Regions from separate parts of the Rattus norvegicus genome. Here region 1 is linked to region 2. A link is a contact called in public Hi-C data. All regions are on one chromosome and are shown on one strand. The core of a region is the stretch at or near the end of the contact, and the rest is flanking DNA. Distances in the headings are between cores, read along the strand shown. Region 1 holds the start of Pde7a (phosphodiesterase 7A). Region 2 overlaps Pde7a (phosphodiesterase 7A).

Evidence for each region. A called contact is a pair of places that touch in the nucleus more often than the background predicts.
Region 1: a Hi-C map of liver shows a contact between it and region 2, with 3 times the contacts expected there. The contact joins the promoter of Pde7a here to the enhancer-like site in region 2. A contact is called at or near these places in 8 of 12 Hi-C or Micro-C datasets (the Rat2 cell line, Schwann cells, frontal cortex and 4 more).

What each region holds. Positions count from the first base shown.
Region 1 is chr2:103,720,591-103,724,470 of GRCr8, forward strand. It overlaps Pde7a (phosphodiesterase 7A), which reads right to left and starts at 2,237. Exons shown (of 13, transcript NM_031080.1): 1 at 1,972-2,237. The coding sequence starts at 2,109.
Region 2 is chr2:103,654,315-103,658,084 of GRCr8, forward strand. All of the region lies in intron 3 of Pde7a (phosphodiesterase 7A), which reads right to left. Among named protein-coding and RNA genes, the nearest start is that of Mtfr1, 61 kb to the left of the region's middle. Within about 2 kb of position 1,822, at least 11 of the 93 cell types and tissues checked have an H3K27ac peak or open chromatin away from gene starts, as enhancers often do. A contact at or near this core is called in kidney and liver, where this site is marked.

The DNA of each region.
Region 1 (3,880 bases), core at 987-3,486, 67 kb after region 2:
ACCTAAGGAGTTCCAACTGACTCTCTTGGAGATCTGGAAATTGTTCAGAAGCATTAAAGAGCTAGTAAAATAGGTGTAATTCTGTAGAATTTGTGGTTTCTTGTTAGTTTGGGTTTTTTGCCACAGTCATAGTTTTAAAATTCCATTGCTGGGGGTTGGGGATTTAGCACAGTGGTAGAGCGCTTGCCTAGCAAGCGCAAGGCCCTGGGTTCAGTCCCCAGCTCCGAAAAAAAAGAAAAAAGAAAAGAAAAAAAATTCCATTGCCCACTTAAATCTTAGTCTGGGGATAGGCAAAGAAAGTGAAGCTTAAATTGGTCTTTGTATGGTAATTAAGCCACTAGGTAAAACTCTTGGGATCACCTTTGCTTTCAATCCCTAATCTTCCCTATTGTCCATTTCCTACTCAGGAAGCAAAAACACGTAACACATGTTTTATAACTTTATATAAAGTGTGCTTTTACTATTTATATGTAAGTGAAAGTGGATATCTGTCATGTCTGCTGATCTGAGGAAGAAAACAGTATTTAGAAATGAAGAAGTTATTTCTATTAAAGACCTTTAATTACTATTATTAAAAACCTTCTCACGAGTGCTTTAATATCTTTTGATATTATTCTGGAACTTTAAAATGTGTTAAGCAATAATAAAAATACAGCTCACAAACTACACTTCAAAGTAACAAAAGTATTATTTGAAAAGCCACTTAGTATTTTTACACTGAATTCATTAGCATACTCCCTTGTATCAGACAAGAATCTGACCTTAAATAAGAATTCTTCGAAAAGAAACTAACATGGAACTCCTGCTCTATCTCACAGGCCAAAAAAAAAAAAAAAAAAAAAAAAAAGGCAAATGACAAATAGAATTCATAGAATTCAGTGGAGATAAGCAAAATCTCTAAAAGATGCTGTCCATACTATCAGTTTTTAAAAATACCTTGCTTATAGTACTTACAGTGCAATTGAGGGGAGAAATGGTGTGCTATACAGGGTAAAGAAACACTAAGCAACAGAAAAAGACGAAGAATACTTTATTTAACGAAGTGAAAATGGGACCCAGGATGATGACAGCTCAAGCCTGGTACGTGGAAGTCTGAAGCAAGAAGATCATGAGTTAAAGGCAGGACTGAACAATTTAGAAAGGCTCTGTCACAAACAAGCAAGCAAGCGAACGAACGAATGAATGAATGAATGAATGAATGGCTGAGGCTCAACTGAGTGGAGTGGTACCCATCCCCAAAAGTAACCTCATAAACACAGAACTTCTGGCAGCAGGCAATGAGGGGACCAGATTCATACGTAAACAAAATAAAACTCTTCTTTCTCTTTAGTCTAAATCTGGCAACCAAATTTTACCCAACGACAGAGTTGAGCCAAGGACTTCATAGAAAAAAAATTAAAATGCTTAGGAGCAACTGGTGTTGGGTCATCGGAAATAAAGTCCTTTGTGAATGCCCATCAGTGGTTTCTGTACTAAAAACGCCTTTATCAAGCGACAAAACTGATTGGAAACCATCAACTTTGCACACTAGTTCCTGACACCTAGGCCCATTCTCTAAAAAGGAGCAGTTCCGCAGTTCGGATGAGGACCACAATGGGACATCCAGGCCCATTGTTCTGAGAACCTCAGCACCAGCACAGCACTGCAAGGCTCGCGAAGCAGCACAGGTGGGGGGCGGGGGAAAGTGGGGGCGAACAGGTGTGTTTCAGGTCACAACTAAGGGACAAGAGGCCCAACTTGTGGGAGACGGCGGAGAAAGGAGGGGAGGACAAAGTCATTGCTTGAGGCTAGCAGCGGGCGTGACGGGTTAGCAGCGGCGAGGGTCGCAGAGGCCAGGGGCAGTGAGCACAGCGGAGGGCAAAAGGCTTTCGGAAGGGGGAGACCAGCCTACAGAGGCAGGAACAATGGCCCGAGTCCCCCCAAAAGACAAAAGCACTGAGCTGTGGGTGCGGGCCCCGGGGCGGCGGTTACCTGCGAGAGCTGCCGGGGATGCGGGCAGCCGAAGAGCGCCGAGCTGGAGCTGAAGCTGATGGCTCCTCGGCGGCTGAGGACGTGCTGGGGGACCGGCCTGTCCAGGGGCAGCACCGGCAGCTGGTAGCATACTTCCATTGAACACGTCCGCCTTGGAACCGCGCGGCGCCCGCCAGTCCGCGGTCGCCCGCCCCTGCGCTACGAGGGGGCCGCGCCGCGGGGACCCGGGGCCGAGGCGCGCGCGGGGCGGGCGGCGCTGGCGGCCGCCGACACCTCCCAGCCCTCCGCGCGGCTGGCGGCGGGAAGGACTGCAGCGGACGCGGGGAGCCCGGCAGGCAGCGTTAAAGGGGATCCCGCCGCCCCGGTGCTCCGCGGCGCGAGAGCTGGCCCGGGCCGGGAGCACGGGCGCGGAGCAGAGAGCAGCTTGGCCGCTGGAGCCCAGCCCCTCCCCTCCCCCGAGCCTCACTCCACTCCGCCGCCGGCGCGAGCCCGGCGTAATTCACACTTTGCAGCCCTAGACCCTGCGCCAACCACGGCCGCCGCCACCGTGACGTCACGACGCCGCGCCGCATGCCCCGCGCCCCGCGCCGCCGCAGCGCCTGGGAGCCCGCTGGTTGTCCGGACCGGGCTGCCTGCGTCCGCTCCACTCGGCGCCGCGCCCCGCGCCCCGCGCCCGACCGTCGCTTCCCGCCTCCCCGCAGCTCCCTCCCCGCAACCCGCGGCGCGTGCGCACGAGAGTTACGCGGGGCATCCTCGGGCGCCCAGACCCGGAGTTTGTTCGGCCTACCCGACCGGCGCTCTTGCGTCCGACAGACCCAGAATACCGGGAGCACAGGGCGCCCTCCCCGCGCTTCCATCCAGCGGGGCACCGGGCGCGTCCACTCTGAATTCCCGTACTAGGGCGTCGCGGGAGACCACTGCGGCAGTGACGTCAGCTGATCTCGGGGGCTCGATCCTCCCGCTACCTCACAGTTTATGCCCTACCAAGGCAAGGCTCCAGTGGCTTCCCTTGGCAGGTGAGGCCCCAGGCCTTCCAGGCCTGCAGGGCAGAAAAAGGGACCAAAGACTTCTGTGTGAAGTGAAATTCTCCTACCAAGAAAATGAGAAATGATGATATTGAGAAGACAAAGGTGGCAAAGAGACCAAAAGTTCCCCTGGCCAACCATCGCCCTTCTTTGTTAGTGTTTGCTGGTTAATATGTAGGAAAAGCTTTCAACCTGTTTTGGTAAGATGAGGATATAATTTACTTGTTTTAAGTTTCTGCCCCAAAACTACCAAAGCTTTTCCGCAGGAGCCCACTGTTTCTAACGCTTTGAGCATCAGATACTTCAACATGAACAAGCTCTCCCCCTGGCAAAATGGATTTAGATAATTTCTCAGGGCATCTAGTCTCCCAGGTATTTAAGATGATCATTGGCAAGGTGGCAGGCCTTAAGAAGTACAGTGCTGAGCCTGGGCTTAATGGTGCTATAAACTTGAGTACCGAGTATGCATGATCAGATAGAGGGATAGAGGTGTGTACTCTTATTATTTAAACATCATGCCCCTGTGTATTTCTACATGCCAGATCTTAGGCATGCTTTATGATCCGTTCTATGTTGTGGAATTTGTCTTCGCTAGATGATGAAGCACTAATGAGATTCTCACTGCCTTTGAAATCTTAATTACTCCCTTAACGTGTAGTCGATGTGTTAAGCATCTCACTTGGGATTACACTGAGCACTGTGGGCCATTTACTCTTCAAAAAAGTCGTTATCAAACAGTTGACTAAATTGCAGGTAGATTCATAGAAACAAACTTGCCCTACACCTTATACAGATAAGTCTCAAGAACTAACCTCAAGTGATATGTACTCTTCATCTGCTGGACATGGTGGTACAAACCTGTAATCATTGCCCTTGGGAAACTG
Region 2 (3,770 bases), core at 572-3,071:
AACCATTTCCCCCTCTACTCTCAGAATAATCCACTTTCTTTAAGCATCAAAGAACACAAAAGATTTTGGTTAATTAGCTCTGCACCTCAGCTCCATAGTCCATTCCTTCCACTACTTGACAGATCCTGTTACTCAGCTCAGGCCTCCGCCCCAGGGCCTTCTGCACACATGCCCTCCTGAGCAGCACTTGTCTGTGTGCCTGGCTCCTGCTGGTTGGACTTCTCAATTCCTCTACTTTCTTACTCATCTTCCGGCCAGCCGGCGGGCCTGCCTACCTTCCTTCCTTTCCAAGGCATTTTATTCATTCAGCACCACAATCAGATGGTGACCTTCAGCAATCAATAGTGTCTGTGTGTTACTGAGCTGTACAAGAAGTCTCTATTAGGAAACTGTCCTTCTCTGTCTGAAGTTATATAGTAAAGTGTGTGGACACTCCTGCAGACCCGTGCTTAGCTGTGTGTCCTTACAATTGTCATGTTTTCTTTCCAGACAGAGTGTCTCAAGGTCCCTCACTGTCTGCATAGGGTCTGGCTGTGGTCTCTATTTGTTCTCATCTGCGGGAGGAAGCAGGGAGACTAAAGTTTCTAGTGTGTGTGACAGCAATTGTTCGTGTGCACAGAAGGTGCTAGCTACTCAGCTTTTTCTAATTCCTATTTTTCTCATAAAGGATCCTGTAATGATGTTTTGTGTGTAAACCCTTCTCACGGAGTCTGACTCCCTCACTCCTCAGAGATAGGGCAGGCAAGTGAAAAAGCTTGTGTCATTAGTGTGTGACACACAGGCCTTGCTGGAGAGTACAATTCCTATGAGTAAATTAGTTTCCAGAATTGTCCTGGGAGAACTTCCAAAATACAATCTAATAAAGGGCCAGGAACTACAGATCAGTAGGAAAACACCCATTCTGTGACACTGTTGGAAATATGCATTTTCTTCACACCTGATCCCCCTCTACCCCTTGTCTCTGCCTGCACCCCCCCCCCACCCCCGGAGAAACAAAAGCAAAGTCCTTACACTGAAAACTCCAATAGTGCATCTTCTAGGGCAACGATTAAGTCTGGAAGGCTGCACCTAGTCTTCCTTTCAACCTAGTTAAACCTGATGCACTGTACAGGGAGCCATCAGGCTGAATGAATACTAACATTTAGGATATAGGAAAGAGGAGGCATTTGGAAACGGGAAGGAAGCCAGTACCCTTCATTAGATAATTACTAAAAAGCTCACCCTCTGGCCAAAGTACACGAAAACCCAACTCTCTTCCCAGTACTCAGATGGGCTCACTCTGGGACACAAAGCGAGTTATTACTCATTTCCCAGCACAACAGACAACAGATTGAACTTGTCTTATTAGAGCTCGGCCATTATCAAGTTTGGACTATTGAAACTTCCCAGACTTGTTCTGGTTTTCACGCAATGCTGCTTTGTGATAACAGCTTAGAAAGCTGAAGGCATACAAAAGTTCACGTTTTTATCAGAGAGTACCCTGCTCCATGGCATAGCCGTAGACCAACCAGCACCACCAAAGCAAATGAGCAAAGGCACTGTGTCCAGGCATCCTTTCTCCATATTTCTGGACCAGAAAATAAAGTGGAGAAGAGTAGGTGATTTTTAAAAATATACTGTTTTCCCCCTCATCATAGTAGAAAGTAAATAGGAAATACAAGTTCTAGGCTAAGAAGAGAAAAGGGCTGGAGACAGCTACACTGAGCAGCAGGCTCCTGTCTTTCCCACAGGGACTCCCTGCTACCCAAGCCACACGCAGCAGGGCACAGCTATGAGATCAGAAAGGTCCTTCGCGGAAAAGCCCTTGGCTCCCGGAAGACACAGTCGCCTGCTGCAGTAACCCACAAGGGGGCGCCCTGTAATCACTTCCTCGGTGCACAAAGACTTACTAGGAAATTACTGCTCGGGTCTTCATTTTTATAAAGTACTTTAAGGTTTTAGCTCTAGCTTAGTCAATTCTGTGCGGAACAAAGATTGAATAAAACTTCTAAATATTTTCTGTATTCTAATTTTTCTTCCCCTTCCCCAGTTTTCCTTAAAAAAAAAAAAAGTGCAAGCCATATCTAAAAGTCATTTCAAACAGGGTAATTGTAGTTATCCTACATATATGAGACACGTTTTTCCTAAGAAGAATTTTTCGTCTTAGCATGTCTCAGCATGTACAGACAGACAAGCACTGCTCCAGGCTGCTGTGAGCAATGTTATCCAGATGCCTGTGCTGAGAATGGAGACAGAATGGAGGAGTGGGTGAAGACAGGCTGAACCCCTGAGGTCTCCAGCTCCGTAAGGTAAAGCAGATCACTTAAGGTCTCTGCATGCCGCTCAGCTCTTTATCTGTAAAGGCTTCTAAGGACTGAAGGCTGGCAGCAATTGAGACAATACACACAATGTCTCTACAGTTTTGGGGAAAGAAGCAAGCGCTCAATAAATATAATTATAAAGCATAAATTATATGTCTATTACAAATGCTAATTATAAACATTAAGTACTTCAAAAACATAACCTTATACTTTTAACTTTTAAAATTCGATTTATTTTTTATGGTTACATATTTAATATTGAAAACCATTGTGTATGTAAGTACTTCAGAACTAACTGCAAATTTACCAAATTTCAAAATACTCTGATAGAACGTCAAATGTATATGTACTAAAAATGTTACTATGAATAGTAAGTGACCCACTCACGATCTCAAAGTAGAGGAATTCTACTAAGAACAAACTGTATCATCAGTATGTTCCTCTTAAGCAACTCTTATATCCCTGGTTTACAGAATTATTGATCATTCTGATGACTTAATGATTAAATAAGAGATACAAAGTTCTTTGAAACTCTTCTTTTTTGGGGGGAGGGGGTCAAGACAGGATTTCTCTGTGTAGCCCTGGCTGTCCTGGAACTCACTCTCTGTCACCCAGGCTGGTCTTGAATTCACAGAGCTTAACTTGGCTTTGCCTCCCAAGTGCTGGGATCAGAGGCAGAGCCAGCCACTACATGAAATTTTCAATTCCCTATTAGTCAGCTGGGAGAGAAGGGGAAGGAAGTACAGAACTTCAGCAGTGACTTCTTCAAAGAACAGTTGCAAAATCACATCAGGGTGAAGTTCAGCCTCACCAGCTCTGTAGAGTCCAGAGGGCAACAACCTTTAAACAGGATTAAGGTCCAATCCATACCAGCCTGCCTAGTTTATGCAACAAAGCTACTGAAGATAACTATAATACTGGCTTCTTCCAAGTCTGGGACAAAGCAATGAGAACCAATGGTTCTTAAATGCAGCTATTGGAGAACATTCTGGAAACTAGCCTGACATTTCCTAATGCATCAACATGGCAGTGCTCATCTCCACATGAACCAATTGGTAAGGGAACTTCCATGAATAGGAGTAGGAACTGGTCACTGGCAGGGGAAAAGGATGTAGTGTGTGTGTGTGTGTGTGTGAGAGTGTGTGTACACATGATGGTGCCAGACGACAGCTTGCAGAAATGATTCCCTCCTTCCACCATGTGGATAGTGGCAACTTAATCCAAGTCTTCCTGCTTGGCTGCAATCACCTTCACCTACTGATCCATGTCACTGGCCCACTTTTCTTCTTTTAGTGAACTGTTTTGTGAACAAAGGTAAACAGTATTTCAAATAAGCCATTTGCACTGTGCCATGCTTCCATGCACCATACTTGTACAAAGTTGGCTCTCTCCTTCACCATGTGGGGCCTGGATACTGAACTCAGCTTGGTGACAAATACCTTTACCAACTATGCCATCTTGCCATGGTGA